Linked DNA regions of Ovis aries: all the other regions are linked to region 2. Evidence: chromatin contacts called from public Hi-C data. All regions are on one chromosome and are shown on one strand. Each heading gives the region's core, a stretch centred on a gene start, on an enhancer-like site or on the middle of the called end of the contact. The rest is flanking DNA. Distances are from core to core; before and after follow the strand shown.

The links. A called contact is a pair of places that touch in the nucleus more often than the background predicts.
Region 1: a contact with region 2 is called in a Hi-C map of liver, with 9 times the contacts expected there. The contact joins two enhancer-like sites. A contact is called at or near these places in 13 of 16 Hi-C or Micro-C datasets (blood, hypothalamus, liver and 7 more).
Region 3: a Hi-C map of liver shows a contact between it and region 2, with 5 times the contacts expected there. The contact joins two enhancer-like sites. A contact is called at or near these places in 3 of 16 Hi-C or Micro-C datasets (liver, mixed tissues and skin fibroblasts).

Annotation. Positions count from the first base shown.
Region 1 is chr25:6,672,379-6,675,092 of ARS-UI_Ramb_v3.0, reverse strand. No RefSeq gene overlaps it. Among named protein-coding and RNA genes, the nearest start is that of TARBP1, 21 kb to the right of the region's middle. Within about 2 kb of position 1,377, at least 49 of the 54 cell types and tissues checked have an H3K27ac peak or open chromatin away from gene starts, as enhancers often do. A contact at or near this core is called in hypothalamus and liver, where this site is marked.
Region 2 is chr25:7,217,887-7,220,586 of ARS-UI_Ramb_v3.0, reverse strand. No RefSeq gene overlaps it. Among named protein-coding and RNA genes, the nearest start is that of TRNAR-CCU, 2.8 kb to the right of the region's middle. Within about 2 kb of position 1,431, at least 32 of the 54 cell types and tissues checked have an H3K27ac peak or open chromatin away from gene starts, as enhancers often do. A contact at or near this core is called in hypothalamus and liver, where this site is marked.
Region 3 is chr25:6,695,784-6,698,483 of ARS-UI_Ramb_v3.0, reverse strand. No RefSeq gene overlaps it. Among named protein-coding and RNA genes, the nearest start is that of TARBP1, 45 kb to the right of the region's middle. Within about 2 kb of position 1,308, at least 21 of the 54 cell types and tissues checked have an H3K27ac peak or open chromatin away from gene starts, as enhancers often do. A contact at or near this core is called in liver, where this site is marked.

The sequences.
Region 1 (2,714 bases), core at 128-2,627, 550 kb after region 2:
TTACATTTACAATTATAGTGAACAGTGGGGAAGGGATTATTGCATGATTTAGAGGGTTTATCTAAATGACCTCCCAAACTTCTCCCAACTCAAAGGTTCTGTGAGTCAATGAAATGCCTTGACAAAGGAGAACAAACCCAGGCCTTCAAGTCCAAAATACCTGTGTCTATTTTCTAGCTCTCACATTTACTGGCTGTGTGACTTCTGGCGAGCTACTTAACCTCTCTGAGCCCAGATTTCTCATCTGAAAACCTGAGGCAATGCCAAATACTAAGTCGTTGTCAGGAAGATGAAATAATAAAGTACTTTTCAGACATGGGACAGGGTGCCAGACAAAGAGTAGGTGCCAAGGTTTTGCTTGTCTTGATTCACACAAGTTTCTGATTGGGTCAAAAATGTAGGTCATATTTGAATATTGCCTTTGTCTTCCCTTCCAGGGCCCTACTTCAGAAAGACAAAGAAAGAAGGAAATAAAAAGTGACTCGCTGAGGCCCTTCTGAAAGCATCACCCATGTATTGAAATATTCCTTCCAGTCAAAAACTAGGTTATTAATTATACATTGCTATTGGAACAGAAAATAAGAAGAGGCCTCACTGCTTATGACCCAGAACTTGACCATTGTTTGATTTCGATTATTTCCTGGTATCTGCGTAATGTATCCCAAATGTGAGATTTGCAGTGTTGAGAGTCCAACCAACTGTAGCCTGAATGACTGTCCGTAATATTTAGTAAATGCCCTGGAATGACTGTTCATTTCCACTCCAGGCAGCGCATTTCTGGGGGATTATTTCACTGCATGGGTGGCCCAAGTCCCTTGGCCTTCAGCCTCACAGCTCATTCCACAGCTCTGGGCAAGCAGCAACCACCCAAAAATGCGAGTCTTTCTTCCTGGCCCCAGTGGCATGAGTAACATCATTAACTCTTCGGGGCTGAGGTCTGGGATGACGTCGAAATCTTCCACCCCACTGTGTTAGCTGACAGAATACCAGAGTAACAAAGTTTTGGCAGTTTGTTTTCACGCCAGCAACGTGCCTGCCCTCATACACAATCTTGGGATATTTTTTTCCTCTTCTTTCCCAGCAGGATTGTGGGTTTCAAAATGGAAGCAAAGTCCTCCCCGCGTCTAGCTCCAGTTCTGAGAACAAATGGGCAAGAAGGCTCCAAAATTCTACAGACAAGGGGAAATGCTGCTGACGTGTCCCCGCCAGGGACAGGACAGGAAGAGCACAGCTGTGCCGTGTGCCGTTTCACATGCTCCTCTGCCGATGAGCTTTCTAAAGTGTAAAAACGTTGCAGGGCGCTCCCTAAGAGGAGACACACAAACACATTTCCTCTGGGCCCCGGGCCAGCGCTGGGGCAGGCAGAGGCCGCGCAAGTGCACTGTGGATGCCGCGCGCCATCTGGTGGCCAGGAGGTGACATTGCGGGCACCATCCGGGCTTTTACACCATTGATCTGCAGTCATTTCACGGAAGGAGCAATTTTGTTCAGTTGCTCAGTCGTGTCCAACTATTTGCGACCCCTTGGACTGCAGCACGCCAGGCTTCCCTGTCCTTTACCATCTCCCAGCGCTTCCTCAAATTCATGTCCATTGAGTTGGTGATACCATCCAACCATCTCGTACTCTGTTGTCCCCTTCTTCTTCTGCCTTCAATCTTTTCCACCAGCAGGATCTTTTCTAACGAGGTGGCCAAGTATTGGAGCTTCAGCTTCAGCATCAGTCCTTCCAATGAATATTCAGGGTTGGTTTCCTTTAGGATTGACTGATTTGAGCTCCTTGCAGTTCGAGGGATTCTAAAGCGTCTTCTCCAGCACCACAATTCAAAAGCATTGTTTCTTTGACACTCAGCCTTCTTTATAGTCCAGCTCTCACACCCATACATGACTACTGGAAAAACCATAGCTTTGAATAAAGGACCCTTTGTTGGCAAAGTAATGTCTCTGCTTTTTAATATGCTGTCTAGGTTGGTCAGAGCTTTTCTTCCAAAGAGCAAGTGTCTTTTAATTTCATGGCTGCAATCACCATCTGCAGTGATTTTGGAGCCAAAGAAAATAAAGTCTCTCACTGTTTCCATTGTTTCCCCATCTATTTGCCATGAAGTGCTGGGACTGGACGCCATGATCTTTGTCTTCTTAATGTTGAGTTTTAAGCCAACTTTTTCACTCTCCTCTTTCACTTTCATCAAGAGGCTCTTTAGTTCTTCGCTTTCTGCCATAAGGGTGGTGTCATCTGCATGTCTGAGGTTATTGATATTTCTCCTGGCAATCTTGATTCCAGCTTGTGCTTCCTACAGCCCAGCATTTCTCATGATGTACTCTGCATATAAGCTAAATAAGCAGGGTGACAGTATACAGCCTTGATGTACTCCTTTCCCAATTTTGAACCAGTCTGTTGTTCCGTGTCCAGTTCTAACTGTTGCTTCTTGACCTGCATACAGGTTTCTCAGGAGGCAGATAAGGTGGTCTGGTATTCCCATTAAAGGAGTATACTGTGGGCTTTTAAATTCTGTTGGGAGTGATCATAGGGGATCCCGAAGGAAGACACCAAGGGCCAGGTGTTCTAAATTCCCTTCGTTCTTCTACGACTGGATGCTTGATGTCTCAGATTCTCCTAGAAACAGAGATAACGATCCTTGGGAAGCACTCAGCTCTGGACATCCAGCGTCTCATGTCCCCGGGTCCTCCTGTCCCTGTCATGATCGCACAGACCTGGG
Region 2 (2,700 bases), core at 182-2,681:
CTGGTAAAGGAGGTGGTAACCAAAGTCCCGCCAAACTGATATCCCTCTGCTAGTGCTGAGGAGTGAGTTTTGAAAACTGTGGATCTCACTGTATCTCCTGGTTTTATGGAACAGGTTCAGACGGTAAAGAATCTGCCTGCAATGTAGGAGAGCTGGGTTCGATCCCTGAGTGGGGAAGATCCCCTGGAAGAGGGCATCGTAACCCACTCCAGTATTCATGCCTGGAGAAGCCCATGGACAGAGGAGCCTGGCGGGTTAGTCTATGGGGTCACAAGAGCCGGATAAAACTGAGCACAGAAGCTAGCACATGAGGTCACTGCCTCAGAGGTTCACAGCAGCTCAGCGTCAGGGTGTGAAGAGCATCAAGAGCCTGGACTCCTGGGGGAACGTTCTTATGGAGGTCCACTTGCTCCTTGATTCCAGGTACCAAACACACAACAGCTGGCAAAGTCTCCTATTTTAGTAAAATGCCTCTCTTTGGAAAGAAAGCTATTTGTGGAGTTCTAAGCCAAATTGATTTTGATTTACAGGGTTGAAAAAAGAAAAAAAAGAAAGCAACTACAGTCAAATGAAATGCCAGGAGATTTGTGTCCTGAGCTGGAAGTTTAGCCTGATTAGGTTTCCGTAGGTGTGCTCACCTTGCCTCGTCTCGCTCAGCATCCTTCTGCCCTCGCTCTCCCTTGAACATAGACGAGGGTCTGAGGGCCCAGAAAGGCTTGCTCTGGTCACTGACCACTTTTCCGGTTGCAAATACGCTTTGGTGTCTCTCATGGGATAACGCCTCCAGGCAACGCCTGTGTGTGGGTAGGCAGAAGCTAAACGAAGCAGGAACCTGGTAAGCTTGGTCGCCTCTATCCATTTGGGTTATTTTATTTTTCAAAAAGAAGCTCATCTTATTTGTCCTTCGGGAAACACAATTTATATCTTATCTATTTATTTATTTATTTGTCTGCATCGCAGCATACTGGATCTCTGATCTTCCTTGTGGCATGGGGAATCTGTAGCTGCAGTACGTGGGATCTCATTCCCTGACCAGGGATCGAAGCCGGGACCCCTGCGTCGAGACTGCAGAGTCTTAGCCACTGGACCACCAGGGAAGTCCCTCCACTGGGGTTTTTAAGGGTGCACTTGGGGAGCTCTCTTGGCCGTGTCCTTGCAAACCATTCTAGGGAAGAGTTTGGCTATGCGGCTGGAGGCTGGCCCCCGGCCATCAGCTGGGTGCCCTTTGAAAGTCCGGCCGCTCCTCTCTCCACAGGGCCGTGGGGGCTGTCCAGAGGCTCTGCCCTGCACCTCTGCCCTGCGCCTGCTCGCTCAGCCACTGGATGGCACTGTTAGAACTGGAGAAAAGAGGCTTCCTCCCCTGAAACCGTTTTCCCTCATTCCAATCCTCTCCAAACTGTCATTTCCACCCACCTCCTTCCAAACAGAACAGAACAAAATCATTTCGTAGCCTGTTCCTGTTGCTCTGCCCCCAACCCAGTCTGCCCTGTCCGTCCCTGGGTGCCTGCAAAGAGGAGTAGCCCAGCTGCCTCCTTTTCTGCCCTCAGGGTCCCCTCTGTCCATCCTATTTTTGCATCTTTATCATTCTGTGTGTGGTGGGGGTGGGGGCCCCTCTAGAGTTTCAGGCAATCTAGGGAAGCAGCAAGGGCCGTGAAAGACTTATAAGGACCTGGGGGCCTAAAAGAGAAAGCAGAAGTGCCTGCAATCCTTCTGGTCGCATGACTTGTGTTCTAGAAGGAAAAAGAAACTAGGGCTGCATGCACAGAGGCAGCGTGGAGCAGGGTCACTGGGAGAAGGGGCTGGAAGGGGGAAAGGGGCGGGGAAGAATGTGCCGAGTGCAGGAAACGGGCTCTCGGCAGTGGAATCTTGGCGTCAACTTGGCCACTCAAAAGCTTTCTGTTCCTGGCTTCTGAGCTGCCGCTGTGTCAGAACCCCCTCCGCTGGGTCAAGGGTGGGTAGAGGCCTGAGCAGCCCTCGCCCTCATGCACTGGTTTTGACCCTTGCTTCCCAGTTCTGGCTGCTACTTCCTCTTCCTGTGAGATGTGAGTGGGGAGCAGACTGAGAGGACCAAGAGCTGGAGGAGAGAAAACATAGCTGTCCCCCACGTTTGCACACCTATCTCAGGTCCCCCAGACTGCCCGTCGCTGCTGCCTCAGCTCGCTTCCCTCTCAGGGGAGGCGAAAACAACATTTCTTGGGAGGAATTCGCTCTGAGAAAAGCATTTTCCCCTAACAATGACCAGGAAATCCTGTCTTGACTGATATTCTCAAGGTGTGCTGGCCTCTTGGCAGAGTCATTTGAAGGCTTATTCAACCATGCAAACGCCCATGAGACACGGTTCCCAAACTCTGTGGAGGTGTGCTGGCCACACCCCTCCCCTTGGCCAACCCTGACCTTGAGCAGGGAGCCCGGCCAGCTCGCCCAGCCTGCCTGCAGGTGGGAGGTCTCTCTGCTGACTCAGGCCCAGACTGGGTCAGGTGCCTGCCTTCAGTCCCATGAGTAATACCCTGCCTGTCCTCTGCAAAGGGCCTTCCCAGGATTAATGAATTAGTCACCCCCCGGGAGAGCGAGGGAGCAGGTTATGGTCATCCTCATTAAGGCCTTGCCTCATAAGGCCTGCCTCAGGCCAGTGAGCGTCTGGATGTGGGTGCAGGCAGACAGTGGCTCAGGGTGTCCCAGGGAGAGGCCCCTCCAGGGCGC
Region 3 (2,700 bases), core at 59-2,558, 520 kb after region 2:
TACCTGTAAATAAATGATCTCCCTGGGAGCTAAAGGATAATTGAGATCAAATTCCTGAAGGATTTTTAACTCCTTAGAATTCATCAGTTTTCACACTGGAGGAGCTTTTGGACTTTTTTGAAAATCTAATGAAAGGTGGAAGACTTCCTCCCAGAAAAATATGTATATAGCCATAAACTTTTCATATAAATTCATGAGGCTTATTGACTCCCCAAAGCTTAAATTTCTTTTGGGTTGGAAAAAAAAAAGCTTCACTACCTTAGAAGGACAGTGTTTTAAATATGTCAAAGGTGAATCGTGTGTCATTGGTATCACGTCACTACCATCCTAGTGGACTTGATTCCTGCATCTAATGTGCTGTATCATCATTATATTCATCTCATTATTATTAAAAAATAACTCTATCTCCATTGGTGTTCATCCTTCCCTTTCACCCCACCCCCACTTTATTATTATTTAGACTCTGAAAGTCTTGGAATGAGGGATGCTTTTGCTGTTGGTCTTCTGTGTAAGATTACATCAGTTCCTTCCATCTAAGTATGACCTAGAAAATAAAGAAGAATGTGCATAATTGAACTGAGCTTTTAAAATGGGTTCTTCTTTATCACTCTTGGACAGTTAAAATTGCCATGCCTGAGAAAGAGAAAATGCAAACGTGGCCCCTTAGCCCATTGTAGAGGACCCTTGACATAAGCATTCAATCCAAGGCTGATTAAAATTTGCATAATTCATCTTATTATTTATTCTAAAATAATTGAAAAGCAGTGGTCTTGAAGATAGAATTTTTCAAAAGCAGTATTTTACGCAGAGGTTTTAAAAGGAATCAGCCCATTTACTCGATAATGAAAAAAATCATTATTTTCACATTCCCACCTAATGTCTTCTGTTTTCTTCCATCTTCATTTAGCTCAGCTGGGAATTAGGCATATTCCTTAGTTATGCTTTAAAAAAAACTAATAGTATGAAATAATAGTATCTTTTGTTGACAACTGGCCTTATTCTATGGAAAGACACCTGAATGCATTGTTAGGTGCTTCTTAGCTTTGTGTTGGTCCTTCCTTCCTTTGCCTCTCTCGTTTTTGACACAATGTATAGGTTTTCAGCACACCAGAATCTGGGGTTCTCTCTCACTCTCTGTATACATATTTTTTCTTTTACTATCTTCTATAAAAGGAGCTTGCTATTGATTGCAGCTGACTGAGCCGCTTGAGTTGATATCCAAGCAACGCTAACCCAGAGAGGGATTAGCATTACATCAGCCGCCAGGCGAGGGAGCCTGGCAGCCGGCCCGCCTGTAAAAACGGAACGCGTTTGCGTCACTGTTCCCTTGGTAATGTTTCTTGGAGCCTTGTCAGCTGTCCCCTGAGGTTGTTTCCTTAATATGTCAACAGACATTCCTGAATCTTTCATGCCGAATAGTTCTTTTCCTTTTCCAAAAACACTTAGATGACCCAGCAGCTGGTGCCTCCTGTTGCTGGGATCTTTCAAAACGTAATTTTTTTTTTTTTTTTCATGAAATAGGTGTTTTTGTTCCATTCCAAACATTCGAGGGGGATTTAGGAAGGTTTCGATTTCTGCTTCTCCACGTTAGAGAACCTATTTTTGAAGAAACAGGGCAGCCAGTTTAGGTCAGAGAGCTGTTTCTCTGCTTTTATCATCCTTGGGAAAAGCCTTTATTCCCTCACCAGCTTATCCAAACCCTCCAATTACCCTGTTACCTTGTGACCTTTCATAGAGCAAAATGGCTGGTTGAAAGACCCAGCTGAAATTTGCCTCCATTTATGATTTGCTCTCTGATCTCGCTTTAAGAAAGTCAGCCAGACCTTGTGGGCAGTGACCTTGAGCAGCCCCTGCATGCTGAGAGCCACAGATAAGAAAGATGTGTCAACCACTGCCCACGTGATACCTATTTCCTCATTTTCCCCACGTCATTATTTGCTGATCTGGTAATTTGATCTCCACTTTCATCTTGGAATATTTTACTTTGAAGAATACCATAGCCAAGACCCTGGTGCTGGGAAAGATTGAAGGCAGGAGGAAAAGGGGGCAACAGAGGGTGAGATGGTTGGATGTCATCTCCAACTCAAAAAACATGAGTTTGAGCAAGTTCCAGGAGCTAGTGAAGGACAGGGAAGACTGGCATGTTGCAGTCCATGGGTTTGCGAAGAGTCAGACACAACTGAGTGACTGAACAACAACAACAAATAGCCAAGTGGATAAGAGAGCCTCCAGCTAATGCCCCTGCCTTCTCTCTTTCTGAAAAGTGAGCAAAGCTCCTTGAAGTTCAAGGAGGTTTCCCCTGCACAATAGCCCTCCAGATTGTTATGCAGTGGCTATAGCAGTTAATCACAGTCAATAGTTGGAACATCATAAATTTGGAGAGAAGTCATTTGGTTGGTGGGGAGGGGCACTGTTATTAAATTCACTTAATCATGAGTGACAATGATGGAGGATTTGGGGGAAAAGCCACTTCCGCCTGTGTGAGCATCAGTCTCAACTGCGGAGGGGCGCCTTTCATCACCAGCTCCCGGGGAGGTCGTAGGTCTCATCCTCTGGAAATGCACTGAGAGCCCTAAGAATTCTGTGGCTCTGAAATCTGCCTCTGAGCAGGGCTGTGGAGGATGCCACTTCCTCCTGCCAGCAGATGGAACAATCCCCCTTCTGTTCTGTAATCGCTGTGCCCTTGGTGCACAGCCTCCT